Regions from separate parts of the Drosophila melanogaster genome. Here region 2 is linked to region 1. The links are chromatin contacts, called in public Hi-C maps. All regions are on one chromosome and are shown on one strand. The core of a region is the stretch at or near the end of the contact, and the rest is flanking DNA. Distances in the headings are between cores, read along the strand shown. Region 1 overlaps bru3 (bruno 3). Region 2 holds the start of dysc (dyschronic).

Region 1 (6,359 bases), core at 1,856-4,355:
GTGTGCGAGTGTGCGTGTGGGCGTGTCGTGTTGTCATTTGCATGCGCTCTATGCGTTTGTGCTATTTGCACTGCTCAAAGCCATGTTAAGCGGTTTATTTTTTGTGTTGTATGCTAAGCACACAGCATTTTCTCGTCGAAAATTAAATTTAAAGAGCCTTGAAGAGGGGAATATTAGGGACGCATGATGTGGCCAGAAATGGGTAAGAATTAGGGCTGTGAGAGGGTCCTTTTTGGGGGTATGTATAATTCCCTAAGCTGGACATGATCAGAATTTAAGAGATTCTTAAATCATCCAGCTATCTTCTTTAAAAGAATTTTTTGTTGCATTGAAAGTTGTTTATCTTGTCTTTTTGCTTATTAATTTAAAACTTAACTCAAAGTGTATTACCGTAATTATATAAAAATATAACATTTTAAAGCATTATTTTTGTACCATTTCCATTCACTGTGCGTATACGTTGCCTTACCGCTGGGTTATTATCCTTCTTAGCTTTTGTTTCCCCCGATTCCCTACCCATATCCTTTTATCTCACCTCAGGGCAGAGCTTTTCAAATTTAATATGAAATATGAATTCGCCTGATTTCATCAACTGCCGCGGCGGCGATGTGAGTTACACGTTCAATGTGAGTGTGTGAGTGTGTGCCAGAGATACATTTTCAAGTGTACACACGCTGCCTGCTGAGAAACGTACGCGATTGCTATTTACAAAAACACGCTGCCGTATGCCGCACACGATTTTCCAATTGAACTCACACGTGTACACACAGAGGCGGATACACGGATGCGGAGATACACAGATACGGCGACGAGACCTGGCGATACGGATACATGCAGTCCTGCGAGTCCTGCGAGTCCTATGAGTCCTGCCAGTGATGCCACGATGCCAGTGATGCAGTCGTGCATTCAATCGCTGCGTCGTCACCTCGCCGAGAAGATGGGTGCGGACCGCAAAGCGGGCTCCGACTGCCCGAAATCATTTCAAGTTAATAATAAATGGAGCATCATCATCAGACATCAAACCCGTAGAGCAAATATCGAGTATCCTTTTGCTCTGTTTGCGTTTGCGTTTGTATTTGCGTTTGTGTTTGTGTTTGCCTGTTTGCATTGCCATTGATTTATTTTTTTGGCATGGGTTTTTCAATTTGCTGCAGCAGAAGCAGCGGCGGCTTCTTCATGACATGTAATGAGCTGCCGCTGATGCCACTCCTGCGGCTCCTTGTGCGGCACGAATCAATTAAAATACGTGCCGGGCATTAGAAGAGTGCGGCGCATATACGGCCGGAGGATCCGGCTACGGATTCGGATTCAGGTTCAAATTCAGATTCCTGACTTGGCAATATTTCAATCAAACTTTTTTTTTGCCACTCTACGGGGCGGCTGTGTAGCCGTCCAAATGGATATTTATGCTTATCATGCTTATGAGGAATTCGCATTAGACTGAAAGTCAAGAGGCTGCCAACATGCCAACTCAATTGACAGTTGGCCAAGGCGGGGCACACGGGCAGATGGAAAATATGTGTGTGTATGCGTATGGGCCCACACATATGTATAAATTTAGGTATATATACTATATATACTGTCATTCTGTTGACAGGCTAGGTAGCCCACGCTCAGACACTGACACATACTGGCAAATACACATGAGTGCGTGTTTGTTGCCCTTAACAGACATTTTCACAGTTGAGTGCGTTGTTTGGGCTCAGCCTCACCTCCTACCCCAACCCCTTTAGCCATCATTCTCCGGAGCCTTATATAATTTGTAAGCATTTCTAGCGCGCCTGCTGGTATGCAGCAAAAATTCTCCATGTTGCCGTTTCACAAACTGATGGATTTGGGATGGTATGGTGATGGCTTGAGGGATGGGTCGTTCTTCTCGATTGCCCTTAAAGGTATGCTTTTAATGCCGCCCCCATCCGAAGCCGAAAAAATCAATTGGGTCATCGCCCCGAAATCACAGGAATTTAAATTTTCGCCACTTGAAAGCCAAGAAATCTAATTTGAGCATTCCTTGCCGGCCTACATTTTAATTAAAACGCAGGGAAACGAACTTTAACTTAGTTTTAGTACAAATAAACAAAAAGGAATCACATTTTCTCTATTATGGTGTATTTTTTATAAAAAGAATTTGTACAAACGATGAATTTATACGAAAGGCTGCCAAATATTTTCATTTGCCTACTCTTAGACACCTTTAAAATTGATTTTAAGAACTTTTGACTTAAAGAAATCAACTTGTCTGCTACAACAAAATGGTTACGCAATCTAAGTCAATAACATTTACCCCGTGTGAATTGGGCACCGCACTCAAAAGCGACTGACTCGTCCTTTTTCGTGCTAATTAGTAATTTTTGAAAGAGGCTCGTCTGCCCAACGAAAGTATTGATTAGCTTTCATTGGCCATTTCTGGCTGCTAATAAATTAGCAAAACTAATGTTTGTCTGACCCGACATTGGCTCGAAGTTTGGCTAATTAATGGCGAACCTTTCAAAGGGCTACACCTTGTTCCATATTTCGTTTTAGTTTTCTCTGGGTTTCCTTTAATGCTCGCTTCGAGAGTAAACAAAGTAATTTTTTTTTTGTGGGGCAGGACCAGGCTTAGATGGTCATTAGCATGCGTTAAAATGGCGTTAAATGTGTAACGGAAACCGGGGAAAGCCAGCGAAAGGACATGGTCTACACGGAGTTTCGCTTTCATTTCCATATCTCTCTCTTTTTTTTACACATTTCGTTGTATAATAAAAATGTCATAAATTTCTGGCCTTGCCGCGTGTTTCCCTCTTTCCGTTCGTTTTGTCGGTGTGTGTTAATTTTTTCTAATTGTCCGAAATTTAGATAATTACACGCCATTAATTATTTACATAATAATAACGTTCTTTTCCCTATACTTTCTTCATCGCGGGACGAGAGTTCGTTTTACAATTTTGTGGTTGACTCGACTGTGGGCGTGGCCATATACATACGTATGAGCTCGTATATATCGTTGTACATATATACAGATGCCGCGGTGGGGGGCGTAAAATTAAATTTACATAATTTATGACTTGCTCAGCAATGTTCATGGGCGTTGTGTTGCATAATTTTAGGCATTTTTGTTTATTGCGGCGTAAAATTTGAATTATGAATCAGGAATACCACCCGCTCCACTTTCGTCCACCCCCTGCCAACCAAATTCTAACTGCTTCCGTGCAAGGGTTACATTCTGAGGTTATTAGTAATTTATTTGCATATTTTGTGCCAGTGGAAGTGGCAGGGTGGGGCAACCGCCGGCTGACGGACAGGAGCAGGAGCTCAAGTGTCATACGACAGTCAAGTGTCGTGTCTTGAATGAAATTTAGCATTGAGTTGGGTTGGGAAACGAGCAAACAGGTGCGGTATGGGTTTTTTCAAGGATTAGACTTTAAGATTTAATAGATGATTTTCCTCTCGTTCGATCTCTCCACTTTTCGAACTTATTAACAGCTTTTGTCTGGCCCATTCGGATAATATATGAACCAATAAACATTCTTCCATGGCCAAGGTTCAATGCCAGAACTTTAATTGCCACTTGCTAATTGCAAACTCCCACCAAAGGAAGCCCTGCAACAACCATAATACACACTTGCCATATTTCATACATCGAGCTACATAAAGAATATAGATATTTCCCATTGAACGTGGCCCAGGCAGCAGACCAGACAGCATAAAAAGTGGAAGAAGCAGCCACTGATTAGTATCAAATGGTGGAGCAAGGAACACGGAGCAGGGAGCAGGGATCAAGGAGCAAGTAGCAGAGAGCGGGACCACGGAGGAAGATATAGTTGGTTGGATGGTTGGTTGCCCTCCAGCCGAAGCTGAATCTCTGTGGCTGAGGAGGCAGTGAAAAACTTTTGATTAAGCTGCAGTTATGGCAGGTTGTTAGAGCGCAGAGAGAGCTGCTCTACAAGCCATTGTTTTGCTTGCTAGCTCGTTAGTTTGTTTTGCTTTTACCTCCAGCTGGTGGATCCTGGAACACCCTTTTTACTACCACGCCCCAACCCCCAGACCCCATCCATAGCACACATGACAGATGCTTGAGGCAACATTGTCTACTTTTAGGTGCTTTGCCAGTGACAAATTTCTCCACCCGGGGATTGGGGGAGAGAAAGTCTTTCGCCGAGTATCTGTGTCCACAAGCAGCAGCAGCAGCAGCAGCAGCAGCAGCACGAAAAAACTTTTGCATAAAACTTTGATGATTTTTGTTAGAGAAGATGAAGCGCAGCGAGCGGCGTTTTCAATAAGCAAAACCTAACACTCCCCATCCAGTTCAGTTTACCCTCAAGCTAACCCCATAAAATATTACTTTTCTATCAACAAAAGTTGCCGGGGCCACTCAATTCGAAACCATTTTCCAAACTATCATCATCGTCGCCAGAGTGTGGAGAAAGCATCATAAAAATCGCTTTTCATGTGCTCCAAAGAGAAAAGGCGAAAGTCCGGGCTTGTAGGCGACCGCTGCCATAACAAAGCCATAAAACGTAGTTTTAATTGCATTTTCGTTGTTCCGTTTTATGTAGTTCGGCCATCGAATGCATAAAAACAACAACACACCACTGACCAAAGCGTTCTGAAAGCTCGGTCTCTGGCTTTTTGTGCTCCGGCTGGTTCAATGCGCCGCATTCTAATTGCACATGGGGATGGATGGGGGATTGAGAGTGCGAGTTGGTTGGAGGTTGGGGATTTTAGGAAGGCACTTACGGCTTGACTGGATCTCTGGATCTCTGTCCCTGTCGCTCTGCGTATTTCGCTTTGCTCACTTAGCGCTTGGGCATCATAAACTAACGCAGTTTATGGGTCCATGCACCCATCATAGCCCCCCGCCCAAAAAGGACCACCCACAACAACGCTGGCATGGGGGGATGGTTCACAAAGCACTTGGCCAAGTTGGCACTTTCAGGCATTGCATATGCGTAGGCGGCGACACTGCGGCTAGTCTCGACCCCTCGACTCCACGACCTCCTGACCCCTCGAACTCGTCATGCCCGACTTGCTGGGGCGCTAAAATTTGCGGTTTAACGTTGCCACTGGCGCCTGTCGACTCTCAACTGTCGACTGCAACATCTTGCCACCCGACAACCACACCCAAAAGGACACTTTGTCATAAGCAATTGTGAAGGCTAATTGTGTCGAGGCAGGCATCTTTTGATTCCGCGCACCCAGTCCAACCCACTAACCACCCAAAATAGAAAAAAAAAGCAGAAAGCAAGGAAGAGAGCCAGATTTAATTAACATTTTGACTCTCAAAGGCTTCGGCTTTTGGCAACATTTAAATTTCAAATTATGTGCGCTAATTACGCGGCCAAAAGCCTTGGGTAAAACGGGGCTTGCGGGCAAGTCTTTTTCTGGCGTTAATAATTAGCCAGACTTTTGTGCAGAGTCAGAGATGCCTTAGAAGGGCATCCCAGCATCCTGGCATCCAGGGCAGTCATGTGGCTTGGCCGAGGCACAAGTTAAATTTTCAGAAATTTCCACATCCTTTTGCAGAGTTTCGACCGCTTCATAAATGGCCAGAAGTTCATTAACCAAGAGGAAAAGCGGGCCAGGCTTCATCAACACGGCATTGACTGGCCTGATCAATACGTACGTATAACGTATACGTATACGTATATGTGCAGACTGCACTGATTTTTGCAGTCAAAGTCAGCCAATTGATGTGGCAGCCAGCTGCGGGCTTCCAGCAGTGATAAACCCTTCAGCAAAAAAAAAATGCGAGGAAAAAATGAAAATCGAATGGGAAGGGATAGTGCTTTTAAGAGGGCACAACCTGCATTTAGCTTAGCTGCCTGCCTTTGAGATGGCTGGTGGTCTCAAGTTGAGCTGAAAACATTTTCCAATTTATTAAACCACGCCACATCAATCATTCGTCAGGACCGGCTAGAGGAGGAGCATCCTTCTCGCAGGACGTGCGACTAAATGAACATTTTTTCGGTTAAACATTGGTTTAAATTCTGCGGCGTCACCACATCTCCCCTTTCCCGCTGTCAACAACATGGCGATTGGCGTATAAAATCAACAAGGCTTCAGTTCATCGACCACTTAATTTATCCAGCTGAGCTTTGAGCAAAAGCAAAAGCGCATTTGTGTGTTGTCTGGCCAAGAGTGATGAAGTGGACTGGTCTGGCCGAGTATGGTGTGGGCGAAATTCAGCATTCCCTCGGTCAGACAGAGAAATGCACTTAATTGCCGTTGGCCGTGTTTAGCGGACCCTCAGTTCCAGCTGCAGCTACAATTAAGCGGGGCGAACAAAAAATAGTAGCACCACCAGTACCGCCTGCAGTTTGGGCCTGGCTCCTCTCATTCATTATGCATTAATGTAAATACGGTAAATGCTGTCCAATCAT
Region 2 (6,997 bases), core at 1,584-4,083, 260 kb before region 1:
ACTTTCTCAAACTAGTCGGTGAAAATCCGCATCAAGCATCAAATGGAAATGTAAATAAGTTGACTTGACTTGACGTTGAGGCTGCTCAAAAGGGCTGAAAAGTGGGTGGTGACATCTAAGTCGAGTGCTGCCAAAAGGGGGCGTGGCGGTGAGCAGGAGGTGAACATAGTGAAAGCTCCGGGGTTAACAATGACGTCATCGTTGTGCAAGTCATGAGCACTCAGAAAAAAATCATAAACAAATCGGTTGTACAATGCCCACTACTTAGTTTAAGCCGATGATTTTAATTAAATTTTAAGAAGCAAGTCACATAATCCTTACCACAATTTCATTAAATATTATAAATTTAAATTGTTTAAGTATTTTAATTTATGGTTTTTAAATCTGATAGATTTATTATAGATTCAGAATGATAGTCGAATTTACTATTATTTGAACAAATCATTGATAACGCATGCTTGTATTTTTTTCAGTGCAACGGAAGCAAACCAGTGAGGATGGGGGATAGTGAAGGAGGTAAAAGCAATTTCTAGCGTACAAAAGCGTTTCGTCATAACTGAGAAGGAATAATCGATAACCTCAAGCAGACACAATGACGCAGTTGGAATGACATAATTCAACACATACCCACAAAGAAAATTGATAAGACAGGGTCACAACTGCAGGTCAAAACAAGAAATTCAATTAGAAAGTCCTAGAAGAAAGAGGGGGATTAGGGCTGGCGGTATCATGACGACAGTCTAGTTTGGCCTTCTCCATTCCTCCACGCCATACACAAGCCCCCACCCCTTGTAGGTTACACCCTCTTCCTTAACGATTCCCTCGACCATATACCCACTATATAGCACGTGTACATTTCCATCGACACCAGGTGAAACCTTCAAACAAAAAACAGCCAAACACAAAAAGGAAAACACGAAACTTAAAACGAAGACTCATGCCAGGTGACTTAAATACCCTTGCGATCCGATTCATCAAATACGGGTGATATCTTTAATAGTAATACCTGTGCTTCATCAAACACTAATAATAATATTAAAAAAAATGGAAAGCATTTAAAATAAAATATTACAATATTTTAAAAAATCGATTTTTAAATATGAAAGTATTTGTATGGTTAATCAAATGATTTACTATTTTCTGCAATCCTCTATAAACTTCAAGCCAGAGGAATCATGTCGTTATTTTCAGTTGCCTGCTTTCGAGCGCTATTCTCAGGCAGGCGAAAATGCAACAACGTGTCGGGCCCTCACTCACACTAGTGCCCTTCGCCCATTTCCCACTCTCTCTGCCACACACTCACCAACACACAGCCTCCCTAGAGAGAGAGAATAAAGGACCTGTGCTACCTGCCAAACTATTCCTTCTCTGCTTCTTCCTCATCGTGCAGCTCCTGTCACACATTTTTGACGTTTCTTTGCCAGCTGTGTTGAGTTCTTGCGTGGGAGAGTTCCCCAACAAAAGAGAGAGAGAGACAGAGAGAGAGAGGAAACTCTGTCAAGGAGAGAGCTTTTCTGCAAATTCTGGCATTACCTGGTTCTATTGGGTCTCATCGCATGGGCCTCAGTTCGCTTTTCGGACTATTGAGTGATTTCCCTCTCTTCGGGGAAATTCGAGATGGAGAGTAAAGCGAAGGAAAATGCACGGGTTGGGGTAGCTGGGAAGGCTTTTGATGGGCGCGGGTTTGTTGGATGGGTTTTATGGCTACACCAAGACACTTAATTGGGAAAAAGCTTCAATAAAATGTTGCATTAAGCCATTGTAGCTACGAGATCTTAAGCCGAGCAATTGTAATTTGAGACATTTTATTTCAATTATTTTTATTTGGCATTGATATTACAATTTCGAAAAATTTTAAACTATGTATGAACACTACGGGAAATTAAGTTATATATATTCCCATATTGGGAATATAATTAGGCTTTAGGTATTATCTTTCTTTTATAGTTAAGACTTTGTAATAGCAATAGAATTCGTTTAAATATTCTGATAGGCGTTTTTAAATTATAGCTGTAAAAATTAATAAGCAATGTTATGTTATGTTATATGACTAATATAAATACTTGTTTTAATACTACGTTTTAATAAAATCAATTTAAATTTGGGAGGGCAATGACCCTTAAATGTTAAAATTTTGTATAGTGCACAATTACGTCTACATTTTAGGTGCATGTGGACCTGGTGCCCATAACAAACGTAACAAACGTAACGAAAACAATTACACGAAAGAAATCCTCAAAAAGCACACTGGAAATGAGACTGAGAATACACACCCCCTCGCTGGTATTCCCTTTATCCTGGGACTCCCTCCCCTCGTCCATCTCTTCAGGGACTGCTCAGTGAACATTAAAATAACAAAATCCAAACAACGCAAACTTTGAGTGCAAGACCAACAAGAGTATCCTAGAACCCAGGGCCAGAGAGAGAGAGAGGTGCACTCAGAAAAATAAATAAAATGTTAATGTATTCATTAATCCTTAAACAACAATATTACCTACAATAAAGGATACAAAACTACGATTTAAAATATAATAATTATTTTAAAAGTTTCGTTTCCAAATTCAAAATGTTTTAAAAAAATCTGAATACATTTTGTGATAATACAAAATTCATAGGACATAAAAAATAAGAATTTTAATTAATATTCAAAATTTTGTTGTTGTGTAGGGACAGCATACGCGAGAGAGGGAGAAAGCACGAAGCTCGCCAGGACGTCGCCAGTCAGTCTCGGCGGGGATTCTGCTCTCGGTGCGTTGCTCTCTTTGGCTGCACGGAAGCCTACAAAATCGGGGAAAGCTTTTGGGCCGAGGCCTCTACGAAGCGAAGCCTTCAAAGTAGTCGGAGAAGTGGAGCCAAACGGTCAAGACGCGGAGCTCCGCTGAAAAATAAAACAATATACAGAAGGAGAGAGCGAAGGGAAAGAAACTACAAAATCGCAGCCCAAATCGCGCTTCGTGGAAAAGAAAAAAGTTGGCTACAAAATAATTGCAAAAGGCTTCAGCCAAATAACCCCGATAAAATCGAAATAAAAAGTGTTTTGAAATGCCAGTTAAGGAAGTACACCAATTATGGGCTGTCTAAAGCGAAAGAAGGAAAGAGACAGGGCAATTCTGCCTCTTCCGTGTTGTTGTGTGTAATGTGTGAAACGATTTTCCTCCTTCAACAATTTTTTTTTGTCAACATGCACGGGGCATGTAGATACAGCGACGAACAGGCTGAACTAGAGCCAACGAGAAGGGTCCTTCATTAAATTGGTTGCAAAAAAATAAGCAAAAAATAAATGAAACAGTAGCAGATGAGGGTTACTTTTTGAGACAAACACCAAGGAAATAATAACCTTGACGGCTTCTGGCCAAGGCTCTCAACTCGCTGTTCGAGGGTCCGCGTCGTACAACATGGCGTATGCTTAATAAAACCAAAATATTATATGCCAGCAAAAATGCAAACATGTGCAACAAAGTGTGCGTGCGCGTGTGTGGGTGCCAAATAAAATATTAAGCAAATAAATAGCGGATTCGATTCGACTCAACTCCACTCTACGCGATTCCCGATGACGCATTCGAGAAGAGTAGGGCAGAAGGTTAAATTACACAAAACGTCAAATTCGCCACGTACGATAGTCGATTCGGAGTCGTTAGTCCGAAATTCGGTTTCGGTTTCGGAGTGCTCGGTCGGGATACGGAGTATTCAGATTATAGGCGTAAAGAGAGCAGAAACTATTCGGCACATAACACAGCCAAACTTGCCAACTGAATTCCGCTATAAGAATATAAAACCGAAAGAATCATCAATAAAATTATTAAATATTATCTATGAGCCTCAACCAAAGTGTCCCTGTGTGGCTGGCGAATATCATGCATATTATTTCAACAATTTACTCAACCAGAAAATGTGCCTAGCTCTCTGAGCGTGGGAGAAAGCTTGGCGAGAGAGAGAGAGAGTAGCACCCTCAACCTTAATTCACCACGATAAAATACAACAAAGAGGCAACCTAAAAAAAATTAAAAAAAAAAAATACTTTCACTCTCGCCCCAACGTGGCGGCATCGAGAGGCAGGAAGCGCAAGAGTGACAGACAGACAGAGAGAGAGAGACGGACGGGCGGACGGCGCTGGAAAACTCAAAGGGAAAACTTTTTGCATGCCACAAGCAGCAGGAGCGTCACAATCAGCATCAGCTGACTGCTGCAGGAAGCCTGGCAGCAGGACAACTGTGTGTTGCGGACAGGACGAGCGTCCGGTCGTGTCACAATCCATTCAATAGGGGCCTCCAGCAAACACTGGCCAACACACAGGCTCCTCTGGCCGCCTCTCACCAACACACACACTCACACACACCGCGCCCGAGCAACGGCAGTTTTAATGTATCCTTAGAATTCCAAACAGGTGAGCATACAACCCAAATTGTGAACACAGATAAGGCACAAATAAGGTGCAGTGAAAGGACTTGATATACGTATAATAAATCATTGTGTTTATAGTTTTGAATGGGCGATAGGTCTGAATGCTTCGGTCCGCAAAAGTGTGCTAAATAAAAAGTTGCAAAACTCGTCACAAGAATACAGTGAATACAGTAGTCTCATTGTTTCAAGTAATATTATTGGTCTCCTTTTGCTATTTTATTCAGCACATAGCTTTACATCCTTTTTTTTAACTTTACGTTTATATGAAACAATAATACGACATGAAGATATGGGTTATAATTTATTTATCATAATGAAACTAAAACGGAGAATACCATATACATTCAGACAGTTATCGAATTTAAAAGTGAATAGAACATTTTATAAGAAGTCATTTTAATTTTAATTGGCTTAACTGCACAAATTCGTGTATATCCCCAAAAAAGGGTTTGCAGTTAAAGTTCTTTTAAATGTAGGTTACTAAGTCTTAGTTCCACACCTTCCTATTTCTACAAATAATTACAAATTTCCTATGGACTAACAAGTTCTTGCCGGAAAAAAACGTTCAATTCTTCAAGGACGCTCTTCTCGATTTTATCTCAAGCCCTGTTCGGTACTCGCACCCTTCAAACGCTCTTCAATTACAGAACTTTTATTCTTTTTCTCCGCTCTTCACGCAGCAATTTGGCTTTAATTGCAACCGCCCCCAGTGCAATCTTAATTTGCATAAATTTTCCGCGAACCGTTCGGACACGTCCCCTTCGTTATACTCATAATAACCACAACTCAGTTTCAATTAAAAGCTCAGCCATCAATTATGCAGAGCAAAAATGATGGCAGCGAACCAAAAAAAAAATCGTTCAAAAAACAAAAGTGTTGCATACTTTTCGGTTGTCCAACGTATTATAATACTAATAATTCATGCCAGTGGGTAAAATTTAGCCGTCGAATTCAATAGTGCGAAATGCAAAATAGCTGTGCCGACCACAGAAATGTGAGAAATCAAATTTTCATTTCCAATTAGTGCGCTGAGCTCCAATCAAATGGGAGCTGATGTAAATAGGCAAACATCACTCATACGCCTAGTACACCCAATGTCCTGTCAGGCTGTGCGCTTCCGCTTTTCGGCAATTAATTAGGGGCAAATTTTAATTAAATGGCGTCAGTGGATGGAATGTTTTCCCGATGACGGCAGTTGGCACTTGGTTCACGGCCAAGTTACTTTCTTCTACCCAACACCGAGCTGTGGCAGAAACTCATTAAATAGTTATTACTTAGCCTCAGCCCGTGTTCGTCTCAGACCAAGTGTCAACCACGAGTGTGTTTTTTAGGTTATTAATATCTTACTCGAAATTTTTGTTGACACTGTGTCGTTAATAATGGCTTTTGTGAAAGTGATAAGGCAAACTATCTTTTTGGGTCAAGGTGGGTGAGGTTTTTTGGTTTGCGTTATAATTAAAAGGTTGCCTACATAAAAAGATCAATTCTTGTAATATCTCCCTAAGATCATAATTTTTTATATTATGAAAGGCATCTCAGATTGTAAACCCATGAAGCGGTTACGCTGAAATATCTGCTATCTGCTATTGAAGTTACGTGACCCACTTCCCCAGTCACCAACTTTAATTACATCCATCATAAAATAAGCCGAAAAACCCTACCCACCGAAAAGCGAAGGTGAAAGAGAGAAATTCCAATAATTGTTTTATGGTATATCTCAAGGTGTGGGTGACATTTCCTGGCATTCCCGGAACGCACATCACACCCTGACCTCGCACTATCCACAAGTTTTTGGCTGGCAGTCATTAAGTGGCCGAAGCCAAACTAAAGCAAAACCAAGTGGTATGGAAGAGAGCCGAGCCCTTACTGCTTTTTAGTTTTCGCTGGCATAACAATCAATCTTGGAGCCTATGAGGGGAAGGAAGGAAGGTGGCAAACGAAGACACAGGTGTCCAGTCAGAAGGATATCGTTAAACGGAAGGCGGGGCTGCCATATCAAATAATCCTTTTTTTGTTCATGCTCGTAGATATGTATTTAGCAAACTCAAGCTTGAGCACTTCAAGAGCTCATTAAGTGGGCTAACCTTGATGGAGGACATGCGGTGTGGGGGTGAATTAGGGTCGCCTTAGAAATGTTGCAAGTTTTCCTCTTAATTCACTTAAGACTTTCGGTTTGAGTTTGCCAGGACTCAAGCGTACACACAGACGCACACATTATAAATGGCAAATCCTACAGCCGTAAGGTGGCAATTGAATGTCGGACTCCGTCTCTTTTTGTATGACCGTGTGCAAGTCCTTTGAGTATCTTGTATTAAGAAAGTTTCCCTCACCTTTAGCCATTGAATTGGGTCGCAAGGAGGTCTTGATAAAGTAAGGACCATTCAGCAGTTTTCCATAGGCAAATAGAAAAATATTCATAAAACTGGAATTGCGATTTGTCCTTGCAACTTTTCCTTCGTTCCCTCTATTTTTTTTTTCATTTTCTGCTGAAGGATGTAAAAAGGATGTGGGATAATAGATTTGCGTCTGTACGACGCGGTTCGGTTAACCTCTTTCCTTGTTATTCTCCCTACTTTCAAACCAGGGAAAATTGCCT

What was found. Hi-C and Micro-C count contacts between places; a contact is called where the count stands out from the background.
Region 2: a Hi-C map of the Kc167 cell line shows a contact between it and region 1, with 1.7 times the contacts expected there. A contact is called at or near these places in 9 of 107 Hi-C or Micro-C datasets (the D17-c3 cell line, the Kc167 cell line, cellular blastoderm embryo and 3 more).

Annotation. Positions count from the first base shown.
Region 1 is chr3L:13,639,872-13,646,230 of dm6, reverse strand. All of the region lies in intron 4 of bru3 (bruno 3), which reads left to right. Among named protein-coding and RNA genes, the nearest start is that of mir-289, 22 kb to the right of the region's middle.
Region 2 is chr3L:13,899,072-13,906,068 of dm6, reverse strand. It overlaps dysc (dyschronic), which reads left to right and starts at 2,833. Exons shown (of 17, transcript NM_140411.5): 1 at 2,833-4,384.